Regions from separate parts of the Pan troglodytes genome. Here region 1 is linked to region 2. The links are chromatin contacts, called in public HiChIP or PLAC-seq maps. All regions are on one chromosome and are shown on one strand. The core of a region is the stretch at or near the end of the contact, and the rest is flanking DNA. Distances in the headings are between cores, read along the strand shown. Region 1 holds the start of ZNF253 (zinc finger protein 253). Region 2 holds the start of ZNF14 (zinc finger protein 14).

Region 1 (6,708 bases), core at 750-3,249, 130 kb before region 2:
TGTTCATTGCAGCACTATTCACAATAGCAAAGACATGGACAGGCCCTATCAGTGGTAGACTGGATGAAGAAAACACGGTATGGTCAGATGCGGTGGCTCATGCCTGTAATCCCAGCACTCTGGGAGGCTGAGGCAGGTGGATTGCCTGAGCTTAGAAGTTTAAGACCAACCTGGGCAACATTGCAAAATCCTGTCTCCACAGAAAATACAAAGAGAAAAATTGGCCAGGCGTGGTAACACCAGCGTGTAGATCCAGCTACTTGAAAGGATGACGTAGGAGAGAATTGCTTGAGCCAGGGAGGTTGAGGCTAAATAAGGCTGCATCACTCCACAGCACTCTAGCCTGGGCAATAAGTGACACTCTGTCTCCAAAAATAAAATAAAATAAAAGATTTAGTAAAAACAGAATATGGTACATAAACATCATGGAATACTCTCTGGCCATTTAAAGATAAATGATCATGTCCTTTGCAATAACATCAATAAAGCTGTAGACCATTATTTCAGAAAACTAATGCAGAAACAGAAAACCAGACATTCGCCATCACACCCAGCTAATTTTTGTACTTTTAGTAGAGATGGGGTTTCCCCATTTTGGCCAGGCTGGTCTTCAACTCCTGACCTCAAGTGATCCATCCACCTCGACCTCCTGAAGTGTTGTTATTACAGGCGTGAGCCACCGCGCCCGGCCCCATAAATTTTTAATAGGAGAAAAGGGAAACTGTGAACCCTGACAGATACAATAGATTCCTCTTCAAAGGCCTAACTTTCTTGTTCCTTGTTCTTAGGACCAACTTTTTTGTACCTCTTTGTACCTAGACACCCGCTCCGTAAACAACCCAAACCGCCAGTTCCAATCTGCGACCCGAACCCCTTCCTTATTTGGAAAGTAGCCAATCGGGTCAGCCTAGATTGTGGGGTCAGCCTAGATTGTGAGGTCAGACCCCGGCCAATGGGGGAAGGACACAGAGGCAATAACGGCGTTTAGGGTTAAAAACCCCTTTCAAACTGGGAGGCCGAGGCGGGCGGATCAACTGAGTTCGGGAGTTCAAAACCAGCCTGACCAACAAGGTGAAACCGCATGTCTACTAAAAATACAAAATCAGCCGGGCGTGGTGACGCATGCCTGTAACCCCAGCTACTCGGGAGGCTGAGGCAGGAGAATCACTTAAACCCGGGAGACGGAGGTTGCAGTGAGCCGAGATCGCGCCATTGTACTTTAGCCTGGGCCACAAGAGCAAAACTCCGCCTCAAAAAAAAAAAAAAAAAAAAAAAACCTTCCTTCCTTTCTTCCGTGTGCTCTTGCGATCAGGACGGACGCGAGCAGCACCCTTCTTCAGAAGTAAATATGCCTTCCTGTGAAATTTTCTAAGTGCTGGGTAGTTTTTTGTTTTGCGTTGTTTTGCGGCACCAAGCGCTTGTTTCTAACAACCCCACGGACCAAAGCTCTTCCCATTCATGAACCCGCAGGGAACCGAGTCAGGATTCTCCCCTGACGACCCTCCCGTGGTCCTTGCATGATCTGGGAGAGACGCGGTGCTGCGGGTGCAGAGCTGCTGAAAGAAAGCTCCAGGCCAGGGCACAGTCACTGTGCCGGGCCCCGGATGTCACCGCAGCCGCCATCTTATGGCTGAAGGGGACTGAGGCCGAGCTGGGCAGGGAGAACTCCGGCGGCAGATTGTGGAGCTGACTGTGAGGAAGCAGAGTCCCGCCAGAGCCACTTCCCACCGTTCCAAACAGCCTCTCCCCTCTCTCGGGACGTTGGACCTGGCACTCACCATTTCTAGGCTTCCAGGGGTCCCGGGGTTTAGCTGTGGCTCTCCCAACACTTGCAGGTCACACGGCCACAGAGGACGGGCCTCTATAAGCACAGGACACAGAACACAGAGGATAAACCTGGAGCTCCCGCTGCAGCGAGAAACAAAGGCCCCCAGAAACCATGTGGTTCGCTCCAGCTGCGTGCCTGATTGGACGGTTTCCGGCCCAGCGTCCCTCATTGGATAATGCTTAAGGCCCCGCCTCCCCAGTCGCTGAGTGACAGATGTGATCAGATACTGGGCTGAGTGAAGAAAGAGTGACAGCCTAGGCTGCAGCCTTTCTTTCTTTCTTTCTTTCTTTCTTTCTTTCTTTCTTTCTTTCTTTCTTTCTTTGTTTCTTTCTTTCTTTCTTTCTTTCTTTCTTTCTTTCTTTCTTTCTTTCTTTCTTTCTTTCCTTCCTTCCTTCCTTCCTTCCTTCCTTCCTTCCTTCCTTCCTTCCTTCCTTCCTTCCTTTCTTTCTTTTTTCCCCCCACCGAGACGGAGTTTCGCTCTTGTTGCCCAGGCTAGAGTGCAATGGCAGGATGTTGGCTCACCGCAACCTTCACCTCCCGGGTTCAAGCGATTCTCCTACCTCAGCCTCCCATGTAGCTGGGATTACAGGCATGCCTCACCACGCCCGTCTAATTTTTTGTACTTTTAGTAGAGACAGGGTTTCTCCGTGTTGGTCAGGCTGGTCTCGAGCTCCCGATCTCAGGTGATCCGCCCGCCTCGGCCTCCCAAAGTGCTGGGATTACAAGCGTGAGCCACCGCGCCTGGCCTAGCTGCAGCCTTTTCAAACAGGGCTTCCTCCCTGAGCTGAGCATCCCATCCCAGAGCATGGGAAAATTCTATCTCATATTCTCTCTCTTTTTGAATGTATTCAAAAGGTGAACAGAAGTACTTTGCTGTCATATTAATAATACATGAAATGTTTGTTCAAGAGAAAATCAACTTTTACTTTGGTAATAGTGTATTATCAATACTAAAGCTAATTTTAATAAGACCTTGTAAAGCCAGGTGCGGTGGCTCAGGCCTGTAATCCCAGTACTTTGGGAGGCTGAGGAGGGCAGATCACTGGGTCAGGAGATCGAGACCATCCTGGCTAACACGGTGAAACCCTGTCTCTACTAAAAATACAAAAAATTAGCCGGGCGTGGTGGCATGCACCTGTGGTCCCAGCTACTCAGGAGGCTGAGGCAGGAGAATGGCTTGAACCCAGGAGGCAGAGGTTGCGGTGAGCCAAGATCACACCACTGCACTCAAGCCTGGGTGACAAAGTGAGACTGCGTCTCCAAAAATGAATAAATACATAAATAAATAAAACCTTGTAAATAAACAAAATTTGTCATTTTTGACCTCTCGAGATTTACATATATAATTTGTAATCTCCTGTAATTTTTTAACTATATTTTATTTATATCTACATTCTTTTTATTTTTTCAGTTTGAAACAACCTTTAAGTAATTTCAAACTGTTATAGGAGATAGAAAGAAATCATTTAGGGACAGGTGCGTTGGCTCACGCCTGTAATCCCAGCACTTTGGGAAGCCAAGGTGAGTGGAATACTTGAGGTCAGGAGTTAAAGACCAGCCTGGCCAACACAGTGAAACCCCATCTCTACTAAAAATACAAAAAATTAGCCGTCTCTACTAAAAATACAAAAAATTAGCAGGGAGCGGTGGTGGGCGCCTGTAGTCCCAGCTACTCGGGAGGCTGAGGCAGGAGAATGGCGTGAACCCGGGAGGTGGAGCTTGCAGTGAGCCGAGATTGCGCCACTGCAGTCCAGCCTGGGCGATAGAGCGAGGCTTCGTCTCAAAAAAAAAAAAAAAAAAAAAAAATTAGCCTGGCGTGCTGGTGCACATCTGTAGTCCCAGCTACCACGGAGGCTGAGGCAGGAGAATCGCTTGAACCCAGGAGGCGGAGGTTGTGTAAGGCCCAAGGGGTTCCCCTGGCCCTTTGCCTAGACAGAGATGATTTATCAAGACAGGGGAATTTGTGGAGGAAAAGTTAAATATTAAATTTGAACTCAATTGAAGGTGGACACAAACAATTGTCACCAAGTCCTGGAACAGGTTGTGTGAGCCTTCTGAGTTGTTCATTCAGAGCTGTTTCAGTGATATCTCTATTTCAATCTATTTCTATACATTAGTTATTGAAAAACAATAGACAATCACAAAAACAAGTTGACCTTTTTGTGTTCCTTGTGCCCAGTTGCGGAAGGCCCCCGTGACTGGACCTCCTTCCAAACAACTCGTTACAAAAAACTGAGGGTACCAGACTGCTCCAAAGCTTCATGAGACCTCTCCTCATCTGTGCAGAAATGAGTGGCTGACTCTGGAACCCAGGCTATTGCTTACCACCTTGGTGGTGAAACCTCCATACTCTAGTGAGTGTAAATATATATATATATATCTTTTCCTTTCTCCTCTTCCCATTGCAATTTGCTTATTATATCAATGTGCTTCTTATATCAATCTGCTTGTTATATTGATTTGCTTATTATATCATTTGCTTAGTATATCTGCATTGCCACTTATGTGGAATAAACTTGTTTACCATTAAAGGTGTTGTGTGTGTGTCTTTCCTTCTCCCCTCATGCGTTTCCCACGCGAATATTTTTGGTGTCACAAACAGGATTCGAAAACCAAAGTGTGCCACTTTTTGGCCACAAGGACGGGGCTAGAGGCTCGTGGACTTCCCATATCCAGAGATGGGAAATCCCCCACTTCTCCCCCTTGGCAGTTGAATGGTCCAGGGGAACTGGCCTTTGTGAGAATTGGGAATCTAAATTAGTGCAATTTAAACCTTTGACTGTGCATGAAGGGCTGCAGGGGATTCCAGTCAGCAAAGCAGATGCTGAGGGATCTCCCAGAGTGGATGGTGTTTGCTTACTGCTTATAGGTTAATGTGTCAAGATAGGAGCTGGTTGCATCCTATGGAATGGGAGGAAATAGTCCATTTTATCAAAGGGTAAGGCTAAAATACTAGAATTCGAAACTCCTACCGCTAAAAAGGAAGCTCAGAAATTTATTGGCTCGTTTGGATTCTGGAGACATCATATTCCCCACTTGGGTAACATTTTACAACCTCTGCATGCTGTCACTAGAAAACGCTATGACTTTCACTGGGGAGAGAAGGAGAGCATGGCTTTTGAACAAGCTAAACAAGTGGTGCAGCTGGCCTTGGATCTATGGTCCATACGGGATGGGCCAGTAGAACTGCAAGTAACTGTCCTAGATCAACATGCTAATTGGAGCGTTAGGCAGAAACAAGATGGGAAGAGGTACATTTCAGGTTTTGGACCCAGAAACTGTCATAGGCCAGCAAAGCTTATACCTCTTTCTAGAAGCAATTGTTAGCTTCCTATAGGGCTTTGCTGGAAACAGAACACCTCTGCTTCAACCATGATGTCTTTATGAGGCCTGAAATTCCAATTATGACTTGGGTCATGAGTTCCCCCAAAACTCACCAGATGGGGCATGACAAGGGGGAGAACTGGGATATGGGAAGTCCTTGAGTTTCCAGCCCTGGGATCCAGAGTCAGACACCACACTCCCCAGACTGTGGAGGATTCACCACCAGACCAGGAAGCCACAGCCTGGGCTTCAGAGTCGGCCACTCGTCCATGCACAGACGAGGAGAGGTCTCATGAAACTTCGGCACCATCTGGGATCCCAGCTCTTTTATTTGGCATAAAGCCCAGTCATGAGGGCCCTTAGTGACTGGGCTCAAGGAACACAAAAAGGTCAACTTGCTTTTGTGATTGTCTATCGTTTTTCAATAAGTAAAGTATAGGAATAGATGGAAATAGAGATTTCTCCAAAACAGCACTGGATGAACGCATCAAAGGTCTCACACAACCTCTTCCTGGACTTCGTGATCATTGTTTGTGTCCACGTTCAATTGAGTTCAAATTTAATATTTAATTTTTCCTCCACAAATTCCCCCGTCTTGATGAATCGGCTCTGTCTAGGCAAAGGGCAAGGTGAACCCCTTGGGCCTTACACAACCTCTGCCTCCTGGGTTCAAGCGATTCTTCTGCCTCGGCCTCTGTAGTAGCTGGGACTACAGGTGTGCACCAGCATGCCCAGCTAAATTTTTGTATTTTTAGTAGAGATGGGGTTTCACCATGTTGGCCAGGCTGGTCTTTAACTCCTGACCTCAAGTAGTCTGCCCACCTTGGCCTCTCAAAATGCTGGGATTAGAGGCGTGAGCCACAGTCCCTGTCCCTAAATGCTTTCTATCTCCTATAGCAGTTTGAAATTACTTAAAGGTTGTTTCAAATTGAAAAAATAAAAGGAATGTAGATATAAATAAAATATAAATAGTTTAAAAATTACAAGAGATTACAAAATATATATGCAAATCTCGAAAGGTCAAAAATGACAAATTTGATTTGTTTATAAGGTTTTATTAAAATTAGCTTTAGTATTGATAATACACTATTACCAAAGTAAAAGTTGATTTTCTCTTGAACAAAAATTTTACGTATTATTAATATAACAGCAAAGTACTTCCGTTCACCTTTCGAATACATTCAAAAAGAGAGAGCAAAAAAGAGAGAATTTTCCCATGCTCTGGGGTGGGCCTGGCTCAGCTCAGGGAGAAAGCCCTGCCTGAAAAAGATGCAGCTTAGGCTGTGACTCTTTCATTGCTCAGCGCAGCATCTTATCACATCTTCTCTCACTAGGGCCTGAAGGGGCGAGGCCTTAAGCATTATCCAATCAGGGACGCTGGGCTGGAAACCGTCCAATCAGACACCCAGCTGGAGCGAACAGGTCGACTTCCGAGTTTGGCGGGGCCTTTGTCTCTCACTGCACCTGGAGCTCCAGGTCTCATCTTCATTACTCTGTGTCCTCTGCTGCTAGAGGCCCAGCCCTGTGACCTGACGGTTTTGGGAGATCCACAGCTA
Region 2 (6,774 bases), core at 3,838-6,337:
TTTTTTTTTTTTTTTTGAGGCAGGGCTCACTCTGTCGCCCAGGCTGGAGTGCAGTGGCACAATCTTGGCTCGCTGCAGAGTTGATCTCCTGGGCTCAAGCAATTCTCCCACCTCCACCTCCTGAGTAGCTGGGACTATAGGTGCACACCACCACACCCAGCTACTTTTTGTATTTTTAGTAGAGAGGGGGTTTCACCGTGTTGCCCAGGCTGGTCTAGAACTCCTGAGCTCAAGCGATCCTCCCGCTTCGGCCTCCCAAAGTGCTGGGATTACAGGCATGAGCCACCACACCCATCCCCTGACCAGGTTCCTAATGACAAGGCCCCCGCTGATCAGACCACTGACACGCAGTGCCCAAAGTCCTCTACTAATGCCCCCCGCCCAAACTCAGCCCACAGACCCTCCCCTTCCTGTGGCTGCGCCCGCAGGCCAGCCCCTGGGGGTCTTCTCAGGACAGGGCTCCTCATCCAGGACACAGGGAGGGACGGTCAGCCTCAGGCTCCAGGTGCCCCCACAAGGCTCTCTGGGCCCATCTCCAAGGGGACAGTGAGGGGTCCTGGCACCACCTGGACATGTCATCTGGCCCTATTCCTGAGCCTTGGAGCCAGAGGAACAGAGGGATGTTTGTCAGGACAGGCTCCCCCTTCTGCTGGGCCTTCCAGGGCTCTTCCAGCAGAGCCTGGATCTAGAGACACAGTAGAGGCAGCATGGTAGCCAGCCCAGGAGCCCCCAGGCTGGGCTGAGGACCACATACAGAGACTCTCCGCAGGCAGCCAGGAGACTCTTTGCTAGTTTCACCACATCTGAGCAGATGGGCAGCAGTTCTTCCCACTGGGGCCTAGTGAAGGTGCATGGGGGGAGGGTGCTCTCCACCCCTGCTTCTAAGAAAAATGGCTAGTTCCAGGGCTGGAGCAGAGAAAATACAAGATAAGCTTGGAACATCTCATGTTCATCATCTTATGTTAGGCCGGAAAGTAGGGAAGTGCTCAAAGGAAACCAGTGACAGATCAAAAACACACTAAGTCAGCTTGACATGACCACCACATCGGGGGGCATTTGAGCAGCAAATTAACATGCTTTCCTTCCCTTCTCCCCTCTTTGTTGGTTTTGTTTTGTTTTAGTTCTTTATCCACGTTGAAGAAATGAAAGAATAAGAAAGCCATCATTTGGGGCCAGGTAAAGTGGCTCATGCCTATAATCCCAGAACTTTGGGAGGCGGAGGGGGGGGGGGATCACTTGAGGCCAGGAGTTTGAGACCAGCCTGGCCAACATAGCAAGATCCCATCTCTACAAAAATGAAAAAATTAGCCAGGCGTGGGAGCACCGGCCTGTGGCCCCAGCTACTCAGGAGGCTGAGGGAGGAGTACCGCTTGAGGCAAGGTTGCAATGAGCAACGATCACAATGCTGCACTCCAGCCCGGGTGACAGAGGGAGACCCTTTCTAAAAAAAAAAACAAAAAACAAAAAGCAATAAAATAAAAAATAAAAAAAGAGTGAAAGAAGAAAGGAGAATTGGAAGAAGTGGGGAGATAATCTCACACTTCAAAAAGATAAAACCACTACTGGGCATTTGGCTGAGAATATAAAATGAAGTAGAGACAAGAGAAATTATATAGATCACATAACTGATATAATAAACAAATTTATTAAACCCTGTCTTTACCTTATGTGTAATTAGCATAACTATTATGATAGTTTGATTTGAATCAAAATACAGAGTAGACAGGCATGGCCAAGGTGATACAAACAGGCCTATTTTTAGTTGAGAAGAAAGGCAACTCAGCCGGGCGCGGTGGCTCACACCTATAATCCCAACACTTTGGGAGGCCGAAGCGGGCGGATCATCTGAGGTCAGGGCTTCGAGACCAGCCTGGCCCACATGGTGAAACCTCGTCTCTACTAAAAATACAAAAATTAGCTGGGCATGGTGGTGCGTGGCTGTAATCCCAGCTATTAGGGAGGCTGAGGCAGGGGAATCACTTGAACCGGGGAGGTGGAGGTTGCAGTGAGCTGAGATTGCAGCACTACACTCCAGCCTGGGCAACAGAGTGAGATTCCATCTCAAAAAAAAAAGAAAGGCAACTCAATATTCTGCTGAGACACAATATTCCATCAAGTAAAAAGTTAAAGGCTTGGGAATATTATTTTAGCTTTGAGGTATCTGTATTACCACATTTAGAAAGAGTTCCTAAATTGGCTGAGTATGGTGGCTCACACCTGTACTGTATCCCAGCACTTTGGGAGGCTGAGGCGCGTGGATCACTTGAGGCCAGGAGTTCAAGACCAGCCTGGGCAACATGGTGAAACCCCATCTCTACTAAAAATACAAAAATTACAGGCGTGGTGGTGCATGCCTGTAATCCCAGCTACTCGGGAGGCTGAGGCAGGAGAATCGCTTGAACCTGGGAGGCAGAGGTTGCAGTGAGCCGAGATCGCACCACTGCTCTCCAGCCTGGGCGACAGAGCAAGACTCTGCCTCAAGAAAAAAAAAAAAAAAAAAAGACAATACAAAAATGTTTTATTTAAACATTTTTTAAAGAGTTCCTAAATCAGCCAGGCGCGATGGCTCGTGCCTGTAATCCCAGCACTTTGGGAGGCCTTGGCGGGAGGATCACTTGAGGTCAGGAGTTCGAGACCAGCCTGGCCAACAGAGGGAAACCCCGTCTCTACTAAAAATACAAAAATAAGCTAGGCGTGGTGGCGTGTGCCTGTGATCCCAGCTACTCGGGAAGCTGAGGCAGGAGAATCGCTTAAACCCGGGAGGTGGAGGTTGCAGTGAGCCAAGATCGCACCACTGCACTCCAGCCTGGGCAACAGAGCGAGACTCTGTCAAAAAAGAAAAAAAAAAAGGGAGAGAGAGAAATTGGTGAGGAGGGCATGACCAGCAGTTCAGTAATGGCAGAGAGAAAGGCAAACAGGGAAAAGGGCTAAAGTTGGAGAACTAGCCTTACCTCACTCTAAGAGTTGGCTAACCTCACTCTAAGTCTCAGCTCAGGCGTGATCTCAGAGTGTGACCCTTCTCAAAAAATAAAACAATAAAACAATAAATAAAATATCAATGCCTAGTATACAATGAATCTTTTTGTGTGTGTGTGAGACAGGGTCTTGCTCTGTCACGCAGGCTGGAGTGCAGTGGCACAATCATGGCTCACTGCAGCCTCAACCTCCCAGCCCCCAGTGATTCTCCTGCCTCTGCCTCCTGAGTAGCTGGGACTACAGGTGTGCACCACCACACTCAACTAATTGTTTTATTTTTTGTAGAGACAGGGTCTTGGAATGTTGGCCTGGGCTGGTCTCAAACTTCTGGCCTCAAGCAATCCTCGTGCCTCAGCCTCCCAAAGTACTGGGATTACGAGCGTGAACCACCATGCCCAGCAAAATTGATAACTTTTGTATTTCAAAGGACACCACCAAAAAAGTGAGAACACCTTTTGGGATCCTTGTGCACTGTTGGTGGGAATGGAAAATGCTATGGCTGCTAGGAAAAAGAGTATGGCCATTCCTTAAATAAATAATAAATACAAAGTAATCATATGATCCAGGAAGTCTGCTTCTGAGCATACCCTAAAAAACTGAAAGCAGCAACCCACATATTTGTTCACGCATGTTCATAGGCATATTATTTACCATAGCCAAAGGTAGAAGCAACCTAGGTGTCCATGAAAGGATAAATAAGGCCGGGCGAGGTGGCTCATGCGGTAATCCCAGCACTTTGGGAGGCCAAGGTGGGCAGATCTCTTGACCCCAGGAGTTTGAGACCAGCCTGGGCAACATGGCGAAACCCCATCTCTGCTAAAATTACAAAAATTAGCTGGGCATAGTGGCACATGCCTGTAACCCCAGCTACTCAGGAGGCTGAGGCACAAGGATTGCTTGAGCCCAGGAGGTGGAGTGCAGTGAACCGAGATCACGCCATTGCACTCCAGTCTGAGCAACAGAGCAAGACTGTCTCAAAAAAAAAAAAAAAAGAAAGATACATAGATCCAGAAAAATCCAGAAATTTGATATCTACATACAATAGAATACAATTCTATTATATTGTATGTAGATTTAGGAACTGGCTGATTTAGGAACTCTTTAAAAAATGTTTAAATAAAGCATTAAAAAGAAGTAAATTGGGGACAGGCGAGGTGGCTCACACCCCCAGCACTTTGGGAGGCCAAAGAGGGCAGATCACCTGAGGTCAGGCGTTCGAGACCAGCCTGGCCAACATGGTGAAACTCTATCTCTACTACAATACAAAAATCAGCCGGGAGTAGTGGTGGGCGCCTGTAATCCTGGCTACTCAGGAAGCTGAGTCAGGAGAATCACTTGAACCTGGGAGGCAGAGGTTGCGGTGGCTGAGCGCCACTGCACTCCAGCCTGGGCAACGAGAGCGAGACTCCATCTCCAAAGGAAAAAAAAAGAAGTAAATTGGCCGGTGGCAGTGGCTCACACCTGTAATCCCAGCCCTTTGAGAGGTCGAGGCAGGAGGATTGCTTGAACCTAGGAGTTCGAGACCAGCCTGGGCAACAGAAGGAGACACACATCTCTACAAAAAATTAAAATTAAAATTAAAACAATTAGCCAGGCCTGGTAGTGCGTGCCTGTAGTCCCAGATACTTAGGAGGCTCAGGTTGGAGGCTTGCTTGAATCCAGGAGTTGAAGCCTGCAGTGAGCAATGATCACACCATTGCACTTCAGCCTGGGCTACAGAGCAAAACCCTGTCTCTTAAAAAAAGAAGAAGAAGAAGAAGAAGAGGCCGGGCACGGTGGCTCACGCCTGTAATCCCAACGCTTTGGGAGGCCGAGGCGGGCAGATCACGAGGTCAGGAGATCGGGACCATCCTGACTAACACAGTGAAACCCCGTCTCTACTAAAAAAATACAAAAAATTAGCCGGGCGTGGTGGCGGGCGCCTGTATTCCCAGCTACTCGTGAGGCTGAGGCAGGAGAATGGCGTGAACCCGGGAGGCGGAGCTTGCAGTGAGCCGAGATGCGCCACTGCACTCCAGCCTGGGCGACAGAGCGAGACTCCGTCTCAAAAAAAAAAAAAGAAGAAATAAATCCTAACACATACTACAAGGTGAAGCTCGAGGACATTATGCTAAGTGAAATAAGCACGTCAGAAAAGGACAAATACTTTATGACGCCATTTACATGAGATTCCCACAGTCAAATTCACGAACTCAGACAATGGAATGGAGGTTGCCAAAGACCCTGAGGGAAGAGGTGCACGGGGAGTTGTGCAACGAGACAGATTTCAGTGTTGCAAGATGAAAACAATTCTGGAAATTGGCTTCACAATGTGAATGTATTTAACAGTACTGAAGAGAACACTTAAAATGGATGGGAGGCAAAGAACACATTCGGTTTAAACGCAAACGTCCTGGCGGGGACAAGCCGGACTGAAGCCAGGCCAGCTCAACCACGCCCCTTCCTGCTCCGCTGTCACTCAGTGATAAAGAGGCGGGGCCATTGGATCTGTCCAATCAGGACCTCAGCTGAAAAGATGTGAGCGGCGCCACGCTGGGCCTGCGCAGTGCGGACGTCGCCATTCCTGGCCCATGGGAAGATTGCGTTTCACCTGCTCCTGAAGGCCGAAGGTGGCTCTAGCGCATCCTTTGTCGCGCCGTGACCTGCAGGTACTGACAGATCCGTAGGGAGGACACCGTGACTTCCCGGACGCTGGGAAATGGTGAGTGTGCGGGGCCAGTGTCCGAGGGGAGGTTTCTGGTTGGAACTGTCTGTGGCCGAGGCCGGGGACCTCCTTGCAGTCAACTCCGGGGTTTGCAGACCCGGGGGCCACCGCGGGCGCAGTTCGGCCCTCGGTCCTCTCTGTGGGAGCTGGACCCGCAGCCGGGAGCCCCAGCGTCCTGTCCCGTCCCCGCGGGGCGACCTCGGCCCCCGGCCCTGGAGCCCTCTATGGGCAGCTCTGCGCCCGCAGCCCCGCGTCTCCCCGGATTGTTCGGTGACAGCGGGAGGGTCCTGGGGAGATCCCATCTCGGTCTGTGGGGTTTGTGCGTTTAAGAATCCACTTGGTTGGAAACCTTACGATGAATCCACGGGTGCGTTTCCTCACTTGTGAGAACCGAAGCCTGGCTAGGTCCTTGCTGCCGGGGTCAGGTTCCTGTGGCTGTTCAAACGCCCCTGCCCTCATCACCAGGGACTGACCCCCTCTAGTGCTCCCAGCACTCAAGCCTGGGGGTGTTTTTGACCTTCTGAATGTGGGCTTTCTTTTCGAACTGCGGGGAAGGGGACTCCTTATCTTAACTGATCAGAAAGTTTGTGTTTCTTCCCTTTGGACTCCTTGATCAAATATTAATTCTAGCCACCCTTAATTCCAGTTTCCCTTCGCTCTGGGTAATTTTGTTCCCTTGCGTGAATGTGTGCGATTTTTAGTTTCTTTGGTTTCTGGATGGAATTTATTGTGAGCTTGTTCAGGTTCTTTTAAATTTTCTTGTTTGTGTGTGTTTATCTGTGTGGTTTCTACCCAAGAGATTTCGCCTGTGTTGGAGTGCCATGATGATGCAAAATCTCTGTATGTCATTTGTTCCATATATAAGTGGTAAGCATTTTTTGTGTGTGTGTGTGACGGAGTCTCGCTCTGTCGCCCAGGATGGAGTGCAGTGGCGCGATCTCCAGCTCACTGCAAGCTCCGCCTCCCAGGTTCAAGCCATTCTGCCTCAGCCTTCCCAGTAGCTGGGACTACAGGCGCCCGCCACCACGCCCAGCTAATTTTTTGTATTTTTAGTAGAGACGGGGTTTCACCGTGTTAGCCAGGATGGTCTCGAT

What was found. HiChIP or PLAC-seq counts read pairs in DNA pulled down with a chosen protein or histone mark.
Region 1: a contact with region 2 is called in an H3K4me3 HiChIP or PLAC-seq map of stem cell-derived excitatory neurons, with 2.0 times the contacts expected there. The contact joins the promoter of ZNF253 here to the promoter of ZNF14 in region 2. A contact is called at or near these places in 1 of 7 Hi-C or Micro-C datasets (stem cell-derived neural progenitor cells) and 1 of 1 datasets of contacts at active chromatin or transcription factors (stem cell-derived excitatory neurons).

What each region holds. Positions count from the first base shown.
Region 1 is chr20:22,517,995-22,524,702 of NHGRI_mPanTro3-v2.0_pri, reverse strand. It overlaps ZNF253 (zinc finger protein 253), which reads right to left and starts at 1,999. Exons shown (of 6, transcript XM_054672849.2): 1 at 1,779-1,999. The coding sequence starts at 1,997. LOC129137976 (a long non-coding RNA gene) reads left to right here and starts at 6,565. Exons shown (of 4, transcript XR_010153776.1): 1 at 6,565-6,708.
Region 2 is chr20:22,386,355-22,393,128 of NHGRI_mPanTro3-v2.0_pri, reverse strand. It overlaps ZNF14 (zinc finger protein 14), which reads left to right and starts at 5,087. Exons shown (of 4, transcript XM_003316224.6): 1 at 5,087-5,677. The coding sequence starts at 5,675. It overlaps LOC134809089 (a long non-coding RNA gene), which reads left to right. Exons shown (of 3, transcript XR_010153775.1): 3 at 1,122-1,613.